Linked DNA regions of Anas platyrhynchos: region 1 is linked to region 2. The links are chromatin contacts, called in public Hi-C maps. All regions are on one chromosome and are shown on one strand. Each heading gives the region's core, a stretch centred on a gene start, on an enhancer-like site or on the middle of the called end of the contact. The rest is flanking DNA. Distances are from core to core; before and after follow the strand shown.

Region 1 (6,835 bases), core at 1,396-3,895, 230 kb before region 2:
GAATGAGAAAAAAAGGCTGAAGTTTAGACTTCTGTCATGCTCTCTCATGAGAAATATGCTACAGTATTAGAATTTCCTTGTCTGAAAGAGAAAGAATAAAAGCAAAAGAAGACTGTGACATACAGAATATTGTACTTTTACTACACAGCTTTAATACATGGAATCAATCACAGACAAGATTTAAAGGGAGATTTTTTTTTTTTGGGGGGGGGGGGGGGAAAGTACTTGTATCTTTCAAAGTAGCACTGTCAATAAATGAAGAAATCTTACCGTCTCTCTTGCTTCCACCAGCACAAACATGTGTGGTAAAGCACATTGGTGACCTGGTTAAAACTAGACTGTTTTAAAAAAAAAAAAAAAAGTTGGCTTTAACCCACATCAATTCTCCAATCTGTTGCGATATGCAGCCACGCAAACACCTACACTGGTAAAAACGGATAGAAGAAAACTGCTCCCTGCAACAGCAGTGCTGGCTGACAGTGTAAATGAGACTTAAGACCTTCTGGTGTTTGCAGATTTTCTTACCAAAGTTAGCAAAGTAAAAGTTAAACTGAAGAACAGATTAGAGGCCAAGTTCAAAGTTGGTATAAGACATAAAATAACTTCATAAACTTCATATAGACTCTTTATAGGTTACAAGTCACAAACTATTAGTCTCAAAGCTACTTGTGCTAATGGAAACAAAATGAATTTAAAAGTCAGTAATGTACGTAAGAAACATATCTCAGATTTAATCTAAAATACATAAAAGCCAGTTAAGGAAATACACAGAAGAACACAGTGGTAGGAAAGCTATAAATCAAGATCTGAAGTTATATATAAAAATAAAAAAATAAATAAAAATCCACCTTGGGTGCCTCAAATAGAAGTTCTGAGCTGGTAAGATCTAGATTTGTGTAGAAAATTCTAGAATACTTTGACAACATCATTACCCACGTTTTCTTTAAAAACACAACCACTCAAACAAAAATATTCCAGAGGTATTTTTCGCTCCAGAGACTGCTTTGCTAACTTAGTTTTAAATACTAGTAAACACCATAATAATTGCCCTTTGGAATGCTATTAGTTTGTTCACTTGCAAACCAGTTTTTCATTTATTATTACTTATTAGAATAAGGTCATTCTGGGTCAATACTATCCATCCACCCACACCCTACATAAAATATATATTTCAAGATCTTCTACTTTTGTTTTGATTTCATAAAGTTATACTTACCCAAGGGAGATCTAGGAGACCTGTTGGATAGCAGCTTAGGGGAAAGGGACCTGGGGGTCCTGGGTGGACATCGGGATGACCACGAGGCAGCACTGTGCTCCTGTGACCAAGAAGGCCGATGGCATCCTGGGGTGTATCAGAAAGGATGTGGTTAGTAGGTCAACAGAGGTTCTCCTTCCCCTCTACTCTGCCCTGGTGAAACCACATCTAGAATATTGCATCCAGTTCTGGGTCCCTCAGTTCAAGAAGGACAGGGAACTGTTTGAGACAGTCTAGCACAGAGCCACGAGGATGATTAAGGGAGAGGAGCATCTCCCTTGTGAGGAGAGGCTGAGAGAGCTGGGCCTCCATAGCTTGGAGAAGAGGAGATTGAGGGGTGACCTCATTAATGTTTATAAATGGGTAAAGGGCAAGCATCAGGAGGACGCAGCCGGGTGCTTCTTGGTGACATCTAATGATACAAGGGACAATGGCTGCAGGCTGGAACATAGGAGGTTCCACTTAAACATAAGAAGCTTCTTCATGGTGAGGGTGACAGAACACTGGAACAGGCTGCCCAGAGGGGTTGTGGAGTCGTCTTCTCTGCAGACGTTCAAAACCCGCCTGGACGTGTTCCTGTGTGACCTGATCTAGGTGTTCCTGCTCCAGCAGGGGGATTGGACCAGATGATCTTTCAAGGTCCCTTCCAATCCGTAACATTGTGTGGTTCTGTGATAGTGTATTTTCTGTAATAATTACAGATGGTCTCATATATAACATTGCTTTTTAGCAGATGTATAATTCCAGTAATGTATAAAGATCGAATCACATGTTTAAAGCCTCAGACTGGATGTTTAATGCCCCCCTTTTCTCATAACAGCATACAGCCTAAATGGGATGATTTGAAAGCCATAAAAACATGAAAGATAACATGTGATCCTAAAGAAGACAGATGGAAGAAAGAATAAAATGTTGAGGAAACAAGATAGGCTTCCATCTCATAAACAATTTTTATGTATTTAATACTGAGCTACATTTATTATATAGGACTTGAAAATTAAAGCCGACATGCTCAGCAGAGTACTTCATACACAAGGAGAGTGTGAGACAGTCGTGAGCACAAATGTGATGATTAAACGTCGTGGGCTTTCTGTTTTCACAGCATGGGAGAAGTGTGAAGGAGCATAGAGCTGACAAGAATTCCTGAGGGAAGCCTCGAATCAGCGGGACACATGAAAAAATGGACAAGGGGAAAAGGAAAACAACCAAAGAACGGGCACAGAATTGCGATTACTGAACAAAACCAACCAACCATAAATAAATAAATAGATAGATAGATAAAAAATAACAGCAGTTGAAACAAAATGGGGGGGAAAAAACTACAAGCCCATCGTGTGGGGGCTGCGACACCCTGCCAGCGGCGGGGCAGGCACCCAGGGGCCGCTCGCTCCCTTCCCGCCCGCAGGCAGGGCCGGGGCGGCGCTGAGGGGGGCTCAGCCCCAAAGCACCGGAGGCCGCCGCGGGGACCCCTGGCACCTCGGTGGGTGCCGTCCCGGGGCTGCGGGGCACTACAGCGGGTTTGAGCGGGATGGCGGCGGCGCCAGGCGGCAGAGGGCGCTGTGTGACGGTGCCGCTGCCCCTTCCCGGCGCGGCCTCTCCTCCCTGCGCCGCCACTGCCGCCGCCTCAGCCGGCGGGCGGGGAAAGGCGACAGAGGTGGCCGCCATGGCGCTGCCGGTGCTGTCGAGCTCGGGGGTGAAATTCCGGCGGGTCCTGGCGCACTTCCCCCAGGAGCTCAGCCTGGCCTTCGCCTACGGCTCCGGCGTCTTTCGGCAGGCGGGGCCCTCGGCCGGGCACAGCGAGGTGAGCGCGGCTGCCCCCCCCCGCCTCCACGCCCCTCGTAACCTCCCCGGGGTGGCCGGGGGCTGCTGGGGCCGCTGCGGCTCGGGCACGGGGAGGGGCGGGGGAGCGGAGCCGGCCCGCAGCCACCGGGAGGGGCCGGGCAGGGGGCGCCGGGGGCCGCAGGGAGCCGTGGGCCTGTGGCTGACAGTCCTCGAGGGCAGTTAGGGGTTCAGCTGCCCTTTTGTCGCGTACCTGGGAACCCTGCTTCACAACACAGCTTTGCATTTTTTTAGCTTTTACGTTTTGGTTATAAGGAAGTGCCCGGGCTCGTTCGTGCTGTCCGCAGGATGCGGGTACCTGAGGCAAAGCGTGTTGTTACCCAGGGCTTCTGGGTGCCCACGTTTGGGGTCAAACCACCGGGGAACAGCTTGGGATCTCCCCGTGCCTGCATCTGACTTCTTAAAGCAGCTCATGGGCTGCGTTGTGCATTCACACTGGCCTGTTAGGCATGCTCCACAATTGGGGCTTTAAGTGTTGCTTACTTCCAGAGCAGGAAGTCTAAGGAATTTGAAGCACTATTACTCAAAATATTGGTTTACGGTAGGGATGAGTGGTGATTTTGCAGCTCCTCTGTGCAAAGGGATGTGTGGACAGTATTCTTTGGGAGAGCAGCACAGTGCTGAATGTTACAAGTTAATGTGTGTGGATCGCTTTGTTAATAAAAGCAAGTACAGTAGAAGTACAGTTTCTTGATTTCTGTGTGCCCTCATCTCCCAGTTTGTGGCCGTGTGTATTAGCAAAAGTTCTCTTCATTAGCAGTCCTAGCTGGGAAGTGGTGCTACTGAGACCTTGTCGTGTGTTCCCGGTGTTATGGAAGGCTGAAGGTTGGCGGTGTAACAGGGAGGGCAAGGAAAATTTTGGACCATCACTGGTGGAGTGACCTGAAAAACATACAGCTCCATTGTAACCTTCAAGTTGTGTCCAATGTTAAGCCTTGTGCGTTCGATCTTGTTTTTAATTAAGTGACCATTATTAGCTGGTAGCTAGCTTATTATGCAGGTATTGGATTAATGTGATTAACATTGTTTCCTTCCTGATATGAAAACCAGTACTTTTCTCTGTATCCACAGAACAATATGCTGGACTTTGTGTTTGCAGTTGATGATTCGGTGACCTGGCATATGATGAACTTATTAAAGAACAAGAGTCATTATTCCTTCCTAAAAGTTTTTGGGCCAAAACAGATAAGTAACATACAGAGCTATGGAGCAGGGATTTACTACAACACTTTAGTGCCATGTAATGGTAGGGTAAGTATGAGTTTTAATAAGTTAAATGTTTGTGCATGAAATATTGAAATGATTAGCTTAAAGCAGATTTCTGTGCAGGAAGCACATCTGATAGACTGCAATTGATGCTTAATTGGTGATATTTTCAATATTTAGGTCTCAAACTGTTTCACAAATATCATACTAATTAAAAAGCAGCTGTTCTAGCACTTTACAAACATGGGTAATGTTTGAAATTCACAACTAAAGCACTTCAGAACCTGAATTTACATTCCTTATCACTTCCAGTTTTGCCAGTGGCCATACAGTAGTATATCACTGCTTTGTGTTGGGGGGGGGAGATGACGACACAGCCTTCAATTCAGCAGTTGACCACATAGTAATAGCAAACTAGATCCTTTCTGTTTGTTTGACATAAAACAAACAAATAAACAAAAACCACAGGTGTTTAACATAGCAAGCTGTAATTGACATCTGTGTTGTTTAATGGCAAACATCTTTACCTGTGATGTTTGGGTACAGTTAATCATTCCAGGCAAGTAGTACTTGTCCAGCAAGGCCTACACCACAATTATGTGTAGACTGTATTTGGAAAGAGGAGTGCAGGAAGGAGGCAGGGGAAGGAAGTGTGTATTTCTGTTTATTGGTGCTGATTTAGACTAATTTTTGCCATGTGGTAACAAACTGGATGTAACAGAAGCAAGTTCTGTTAAGAAAATTGGAAGTTACATGAAGGACAGTTGTGGGAAAAATGCCGTTTGTACAAACTGAAGTTTCTCAGAGCACGAAATTGCAGTAACGTTGGCTACGTGTCAGAACTCTTCATATGATGCTGGAGAGCTAGTTTAAAAAAATTACTATATACTTGCAATTTTGTTTAGGTATCTGGATGAGGCAAGAATTTGGAGTTTAAACTTTGTTCTCTTTACATCAAAATTTATTTTAGGGATCAGTTACCTTTGTGATGCAATTTGGTTCTTTCTGGCTCTTTATACGCCTATCTAATAACTAGTTATATCACAGTCTGTGGTCCTTTGTTATCCAGAATTTCTGAACTTGGCTGCCTTGCTTTGGTGATAATCTTTGGAAACTCAGGATGTGCAAACTGGTAACTGTTAAGAGGTCATCTTACTTCTTCCATAACATCAACTAAAAAATCACAAATTGTTTTCTAGCATCAAAGAGTTTCTAAAAATAATAATAAAAGCTTCCTGATACTTCTTCCCTTCCCCCAGTTACAGTATCCATAAATGTCTTTATAATTTATTTCAAATTGCTGACAAATTCTTCATTATTTTTCATATCTTCATAGGAAATCCTTCAATTCTTCATATCTTCTTTTTTTTTTTTTTTCCATTATATCTCTTGAGAGATACTGTGGAGTATTCTAACTACTGCATAGTTTTGCTGGTGTAAAACTAAGTGTAACTTAAATCTTTTAAAGAACAGATTCATTTTAATGTTCAAATTTCTTCAGGTCAGTCTCTATCTAGACTAGGTTACTTTAGGATTTGAAGAACATTTTCCTTCAGGAATTGATCCGGGAATAGTTTTATTGGAACTTCCTTTCCAGAAAGGATTTTAGAGGGTCCTTTGTGTCTTCCATTACACTTTTTTTTTTTTTTTTTCCAGAACACTGCATGCAAGTGTGACTTTTTTTTTTTTTTTTTTTTACTGCCTGTGTTTTGGTAGATGCCCATGCATTGGTTTTCTTTAAAACTTACTTTACTTAAAAATTCTAGTTTGATTTTGGAACTCCTTTATCTTGTTTTAGGCTATCAGTGTTGCTATTTGACTTCTTTTTTTTCTAGTAAGTAGTTGCATTGCTCCTTCTTCTTGTATTGTGTTCTTGCTTTCTTCCAATTATCCTGTCTTTTTTTTTTTTTTTTTTTTTAACTAAAGAAATACAAAAAGCCCCAAACCAAGCTTACTATGGAGCTACGTCACTTAAGTGGCTCTTCTTTGTATGATGCAATTATCTAAGAGCAGTTCTCTAAGTGTTATCAAAGAGATGCTTTTATGGTAAAGGTATATTAGAGAATAATTTTCAAATACTTGGGAGCAAAAACTGATTAAGAAAGAAGATGTAGACAGTAAAATGTTTTTAATTTTATGTGTGCAATATTGTATTGGAGGTGTATGTTCCTTAGAATTAAAGGCAGTTACAGAAAATAGTAAATTTCCTGTAATGAAAACAGTGCAGCGATACGATTGTTCAAAAACATTTATTTTCCTTTTTTTTTCTCCAGATGATAAAATATGGTGTAATTAGCACTGATGCCCTGATTGATGATTTACTTCACTGGAAAACCCTCTATGTTGCTGGACGCCTACAAAAGCCGGTAACTATTAGTTATCTCTTGAAATGCAGGAAATTACAGGGATGCAAAATTACCAGTTGTAGTTCTAACTTCAACTGTTCGTGATCTATGAGTCAGTACTGAAGGGATTGTCTGCCCTGATTTAGGGGTCTAGTCCTACTAGATGGATAATCTCTCAGAAAGAGAGTGA
Region 2 (6,628 bases), core at 589-3,088:
AGAAAAGCTCCAAGGGCATAGGAGACACACACTTGAGAGAGAACTGGAGAGATTCCGGAGTTAACAGAAAAAAAAAACACAAAAAACAGATAAAGCCCAGGGAACCCCACTGTAAAACATGATCCATGTGTAAATACTGGTTACTACATAAAACTATAAACAAAATTAGACTAATTTTATGTAGACTTCTCTGTGATTAGCTGGACATCACAAAAGAAAGCACAGTAGTACCTTTGTGTTTTTCTGAATTAAGATTCACTCTGAGCACACAAAAAACAAAGAGAATCCAAACACATCATTTATAAACAGAAAAGAATTATTTATACAACAGATGCATCTGAACAAAGAGATACTCAGATAAGCAATATAAAGCAAGAGGAGCAAAAGACTTTAAATCCCCAGTGATACATCACAGGATATCTGATTAAGTGGGTAAGATCAACAGGGCAGTACTTTGAAAGACCGTATCGATACACTGGATAGACTTGTCTTTGTTATTGTGAAAACAGTACCTTAAACACTAATTTGTAACTCTAGTTTGGGTTGAGTAGAACAAAATGAAGACTGATGTACTGCATCCAAAATTCATGAATATTTTAGAGAACTATAATAGATGTTGGCTGAATTTTAACATTATTTTTCAACCTAAGAGTGAATTTAAAAAGAAAATAAGAGCAACTTTGAGATGCTCACAGTCTCAGCTCTGATAGGGAAAAGTCAAAGGTTACATATTTAAATGTTGCCTGTTAGGGGATTCCTCTGTCCAAATAAATTCCTGCTAAGTAGGCAGTGTTGGGACAGAAACATTGCCAGGAACACTACAGCCTTGGCTTTTATGACGGCTTCTTATTTATTTTTAAACCAAGCACGGAGACTCAGTCCTTGTGGGAAAAGAATCTGATCAGCATACAGTGTATTCTATTAAGGAAACAGGCTGAGATATGGATCTTATATCAGTACTCAGCTTTTAAACGAAAACATTTACTCACAGATTACTTACCTGATGAGGAACAAGTCCAAGAGAAGTAGGTGGTTCATTCATTCTATCATCACTACTGCTGGCCACAGCATAACCACTGCCAAAAATCCAAGAATCAAAGTCAGAACAACGACAACATACTGGACAGACTGGACAGTAAGTTACCATACATTTCATTACAGGTTGCAGTTTAGAACCTAGAAAGTCTGTTTCATAGTAGTAACCAGGCTTCAGCAGGAAAATACAAAAATCCTTTGTCAGAATTTGGAGTAACATACTCATATCCAAACCTAGCTCTCCTTCTCTTTCAAAGGTTTTTAAAAAGAAAAACAAGTCTAAATTTCAGGTTAGAGAATTCCAGAGTCATTTCTGAATTAAGCCCACTTAATTTTAGCTAAGATTTTGAAACACTTTGCTTATCTGAAAGCCCTTTGTGTGACAGAAGTGTTTATGACAGTTCCTCATTACACTAAAACACACTCTTCAGCAAAGGAATCCCAAGATCTAGTAACAGGAAACACACTGTTCTTCTGAAATATTCTCAGTACTTTTCTACTTTTGAGCTCAGAAGGAGGGAAAACTGCCAATCTCCAATACAAAAAAGAATATACACAGATTTGATCATTCAGTTCTCTTAATACTGTTAAATTACAGTAACAGAAGATATGGCCTATAAATTAGATTAACTTACAGGCAACATCACACATTACAGAATTGCCCTACTTAACGTGTACTTCCCTCTTCCTTCTCCCAGAAGATTATGTTAAGAAAACACTTATTTCTCAGAGAACATCTCTTAAACACCACTCCTTGTCTCAGAAATGACTCACCCTTCTGGATGCTGTAAAACAGAAACCATTAATTCCACTGCAAGAGCTCCAGCTATCATTGCCAATCCAGGTCGACTGACTGTACACTGCTGATCCAATGTCCGATCCCTGGTGGACTACAAAGATAGACAATTCTAAAAAAAAGAAAAAAGTAACTCAAAAGTAATTAGCTGCTCTACTACACAAAACATCTTTAGTTATGTGCAATTCATTTATTTGATGTTCCAAATAAAATATGAACTATTTTTTAATCATCTATACTTCAACATAAAAAGGATCCCTGACAAAATACCATTTAAAGGAAATAAGAATTCAATTCACAACGAAAGAGATGCATAATCACCACCATTTGCATAAGGTTCTACTCACATCCCCTGGTGCCACAACATCATTGCAGAAATAGCAACCCAGTTTATAGCCAGGGATATTTGAAAAGAGTGATGATCCCAACAGGTCAGAAGAACTGGAGGCATTGCTGAAACACGAATCACCAGATTCTTGCTGTTTTGGTTTCTTTAGTCCATGTCTCATAACAACAAATGTGTCAAATCCCAATGCAGCATTGATGACCAGCTATGAAGAATAAAGACAGAAGAACAAATTTGAACTGAGCTTTAAAGGGGAGGAGGGAAAAAGGCCTTGAGGTTCACTGTAAGTGTCAAAAACAAAACAAAAAAATCTGTATACAGACAACCTCACCACCTATCTATCATCCTAGCCACAAAAACAGCAAACCCCAAACCAGATTCTCTGATATGTGGAAAATTCCCATTGTAATGCATTTAAAAAAAATGCTAAATTGCTTCAGAAGTCCACAATTAGGGGACAATTTCAGGGCAAGGTGATGCAAATGAATGACTTCCTTTTTTCTTTGCACAAACTTATGTACGCTTGCAGACAACACTGGCACAGGAACTCCATAAATGTGTTGCTTTAGTTAACATCTGAAGGCAACTTCACAGTAACATTCAGTGCCTCACTGAAGTTACTGGAGCAGTTATGCACTGAAATGGATCAACACCCGTATATTCATATTTGGCCCAATTTTCACACAGCAATTAGTACTGTTATTGGAACATTTTATTTTGGTTCCTGCTTAGAATTGATTCTCCAGTTTCCTGCACATTCTATACGAAACATTGAAACTCTGAGTGCTACATTATTTCAAATGCCATTTAAGTACCACAGTGGCTATCAGAACAAGCTTTCATACCATCTGAGATTCTCAGTATGTATTCTTTCACTTCACTGTGCTCCAATATAACACTTTAAACACTTCTATGTGACTTCTGTTATCCCCAAAAATCCTGCTCAGAGAGGAAAGCAATTGTTACTTATGGTCTTCATATGCATCTGTTTAGTCACAAGCAGCAATGATGCACGATTGCTTTGTCATCATTTTCCCCTTCAGCTTGTGAGAAGTGCTGAGAGTAATCTGAAGTTTATATAAAGTTAAGCAGATAAAGTTTTTGTTATGACCAGAATATCACAGAACCAGTCCTTAAACTGTCCTTAAACTTAAGTTGGTTTGGGAGGAAGGACTGCAGGTAGATGCAAGATCATTAAGGCAACTGTGGGGAAATTGACTCTTATTTCTACCCATGTACCCCTTCATAGATAAATTTACACAGATTATCATAATGTTCTTCATTTTTCCCCACATGCCTGTTTTGAGACCTTAAGGTCAAAACTTCAGCAGTACTTTAGATTTGCAGCTGCTCTACAAATTCACATTTGAAGTAGAGCTCTCATTATATGCTTAACACAAAGTACATTGAAAAGCTGATGCCAAGCATTTCAGCCGGGAGGCCTTGAGGTTTCCGTGCTGTGCGTATCCCACCTGCATACATCACATTGATCTTATGAAAATGAAATAACAGTGATGCAGTCAGACACTAAGTCAGGCACTAAGCTAACAGCACAGAACTATTGAAGAAATTAAGAAATTTGGCCTCAAAGTACAGTACCAAAGACAACTTCGGTATATAGAGCTATTGCTTAGGATCAGAAATCTCTTTAAATTGACTTAAGATAAAGAATTAAAGAAAATACACTCTAACTTTAGTGGTTACTTGTTTGTAATGCTTAACCTGAGGAAATTGAATAACATTTTAATTTGGCATATGAAATACCATAAGTAATGTCAATTAAGAAAGAACAAACTATATCCTTGGCTTTTGTAAAACAAAACTGAAAAGGAGAGTTCTACTTACTGTTTTCATTTGTTAAATGATTTGAAAAAAATCTTTCTTGCTTGCAAAGCAGGACCAGTGGAAATTCAGTTAAGTTCAGAAGAACAAACATGAGGAGAAAGGGGAATATACTTGAAATTACAAGATAAAACTAATTTGCAAATACCAAAAATCTGTATTCTCTCCTTTGCACTCTTCACTTTTTATGAAAACAGAATCTCAGAATCGTCTAGGCTGGAAGAGACCTCCAAGATCACCAAGTCCAACCTCTGACCTAACACTAACGAGTCCTCCACTAAACCATATCCCTAAGCTCTACATCTAAACATCTTTTAAAACCCTCCAGGGATGGTGACTCCACCACTTCCCTGGGCAGCCTGTTCCAATGCCTCACAACCCTCTCAGTAAAGAAGTTCTTCCTAACATCCAACCTAAACCTCCCTGGTGCAACTTCAGCCCGTTCCCCCTCGTCCTGTCACCAGGCACGTGGGAGAACAGGCCAACCCCCACCTCACTACAGCCTCCTTTAATGTACTTATAAAGAGTGATAAGGTTGTCCCTGAGCCTCCTTTTTCTCCATGCTGAACAAGCCCAGCTCCTTCAGCTGCTCCTCATAGGACTTGTTCTCCAGACCCCTCACCAGCTTCATTGTCCTTCTTGGGACTCTCTCAAGCACCCCCACGTCCTTCTTGTAGCGAGGGGCCCAAAACTGAACACAGTACTCGAGGTGCGGCCTCACCAGAGCCGAGTACAGGGGGACGATCACCTCCCTAGCCCTGCTGGTCACACTGCTTCTGATACAAGCCAGGATGCCGTTGGCCTTCTTGGCCACCTGAGCACACTGCTGGTTCATATTCAGCTGACTGTCCACCATCACTCCCAGGTCCTTCTCTGCCAGGCAGCTCTCCAACCACTCATCTCCCCACCTGTAGCTCTGCTTGGGGTTATTGCGCCCCAGGTGCAACACACAAACAGAAGAAACCACACACAACTACTAAGGATTAGGAAACTAGAGTTGCCATAGCTGAAAAACCACTGAAGAAATTTTATATAGATATATATATATCTATCTCCAATAACATTGACGCAGCCCTGTCACATGTACTGTTTTCTTTTACTGTCTTATGTTAAGTTCGCAACTTAAATTGCTATGGACATCATTACATTTGTGCCACAAAACACACAGGAAGTGCACTGCAGTTAAGCTGACATCTTCAAAGCTTAACATGGGTATTTTCCAATTGTGCTATTTTATCTGAGCAAACATGAAACTGCACAATTCCTAAATTAAGAAATATCAGGATTAGTAGAGACTATTTTACAAAGGTCTATGTCACAGTGGGAAAGGAAATAAGTATTCAGGATAAATTAGTTGGATTCTACAAAACACTATTTTCCCACTGTAGTAATTGAGAGAACTATGCAGTTTCCTGTGAAATTTAGAATATTCTTTCACAGGAAAAGTTTGGATGCCATGTTGTCTTCAAGAATATTCAAATAAAATTAAAGGCTCCACCATCTGTATCTGATTCAGATATCTGATTTGTAGAACATGGCAAAAGTGGCTCAAACTATTCTCCCCAAATGCTTTTGTGACTCTCCTGGAAACATTTCTGTTAAGCTTATACATAACTTCTCAATGTGCTTCATGTATACCTATCACAAAAGATGTTTTGACATTTTGACTACGTTAACGCTTATGCATATAGTGTTACCAATCTCCTATAATATTAACTATACAAAATATAAAGTTTAGGATACTCATTTTTAATATAAGAATTCAAGATCTTAATTTCATGTACTGTAGCCCTCTCATGTCATTTCTATGTCTAACATGACAATATTACTGATACATTGTTGATTGCTTTATCTATTTCTGCATTACCTGATTAAGAGTCATGTACAGAGTTTAGATGCATCAGCTCAGCACAACAGCATATATCAGATAAGTTAATTAGGAAAAAAAAAACTTAACTTTTGACCAAAAGTGGAGATGTGCGTTTTCAGTTCAGAACACACTCTGTTTTTCACATTTTAGATAAATTTTGAAAATACAGTTTCAAACAAGTTGCTACAGTTCACATCCCCTTTCAGTCATTTATTATTTTAATAGATTTAGTCCTCCTTACAATGTTTCTCTTATACAAAGTCACTTCTCTTAGTCACTTTACTATGCACTATCTCCCCTTAGAGATGCTCAAAAGATGATGATTAGAGAAGACCTTGAGCAACATGCTGTAAGCTGGCCCTAAATCAAACAGGGATTTGGATCAGATCATCGCCAGAGGACCCTTTCAACCTATATGCTTCTGTCATTGAAGTACCTATTTCCTCCCTTCAACATTCTCTTTCTGTCTTATACAGAACCTTTGAGGATACAGAAAGCAAGACAACATCTTTGCACAGTCACAACAGACCGATAAAACGTTTCAATGCCCCATATGGGTCTTTTAGGTATATACAGCCGATTGCTAACCTCCTTGTCACTATATTTCAGCTCTTGTTTATCAATGTGTGATATACTACCTTCCTCTTGCTGGCTGCAATAACAGCTGGGAGCCACCGACTCTCTCTAGTGTCCATAAGTAGGAAAACAACATCATGAGCATCAATAAGCTCTTCAAGTG

The links. A called contact is a pair of places that touch in the nucleus more often than the background predicts.
Region 1: a contact with region 2 is called in a Hi-C map of subcutaneous adipose tissue, with 2.3 times the contacts expected there. The contact joins the promoter of TAMM41 here to the enhancer-like site in region 2. A contact is called at or near these places in 5 of 8 Hi-C or Micro-C datasets (F1 follicle, liver, skeletal muscle and 1 more).

The regions. Positions count from the first base shown.
Region 1 is chr13:17,545,629-17,552,463 of IASCAAS_PekinDuck_T2T, reverse strand. TAMM41 (TAM41 mitochondrial translocator assembly and maintenance homolog) reads left to right here and starts at 2,645. Exons shown (of 8, transcript XM_027467765.3): 1 at 2,645-3,056; 2 at 4,166-4,345; 3 at 6,574-6,666. The coding sequence starts at 2,784. LOC106015210 (a long non-coding RNA gene) reads right to left here and starts at 2,640. Exons shown (of 5, transcript XR_011812543.1): 1 at 2,508-2,640; 2 at 1,217-1,342. LOC140003607 (a long non-coding RNA gene) reads right to left here and starts at 152. Exons shown (of 3, transcript XR_011812544.1): 1 at 1-152.
Region 2 is chr13:17,318,036-17,324,663 of IASCAAS_PekinDuck_T2T, reverse strand. It overlaps ATG7 (autophagy related 7), which reads right to left. Exons shown (of 20, transcript XR_003500288.3): 13 at 6,528-6,628; 14 at 2,179-2,382; 15 at 1,810-1,925; 16 at 1,001-1,076. Among named protein-coding and RNA genes, the nearest start is that of ATG7, 22 kb to the right of the region's middle. Within about 2 kb of position 1,838, at least 1 of the 8 cell types and tissues checked has an H3K27ac peak or open chromatin away from gene starts, as enhancers often do. A contact at or near this core is called in subcutaneous adipose tissue, where this site is marked.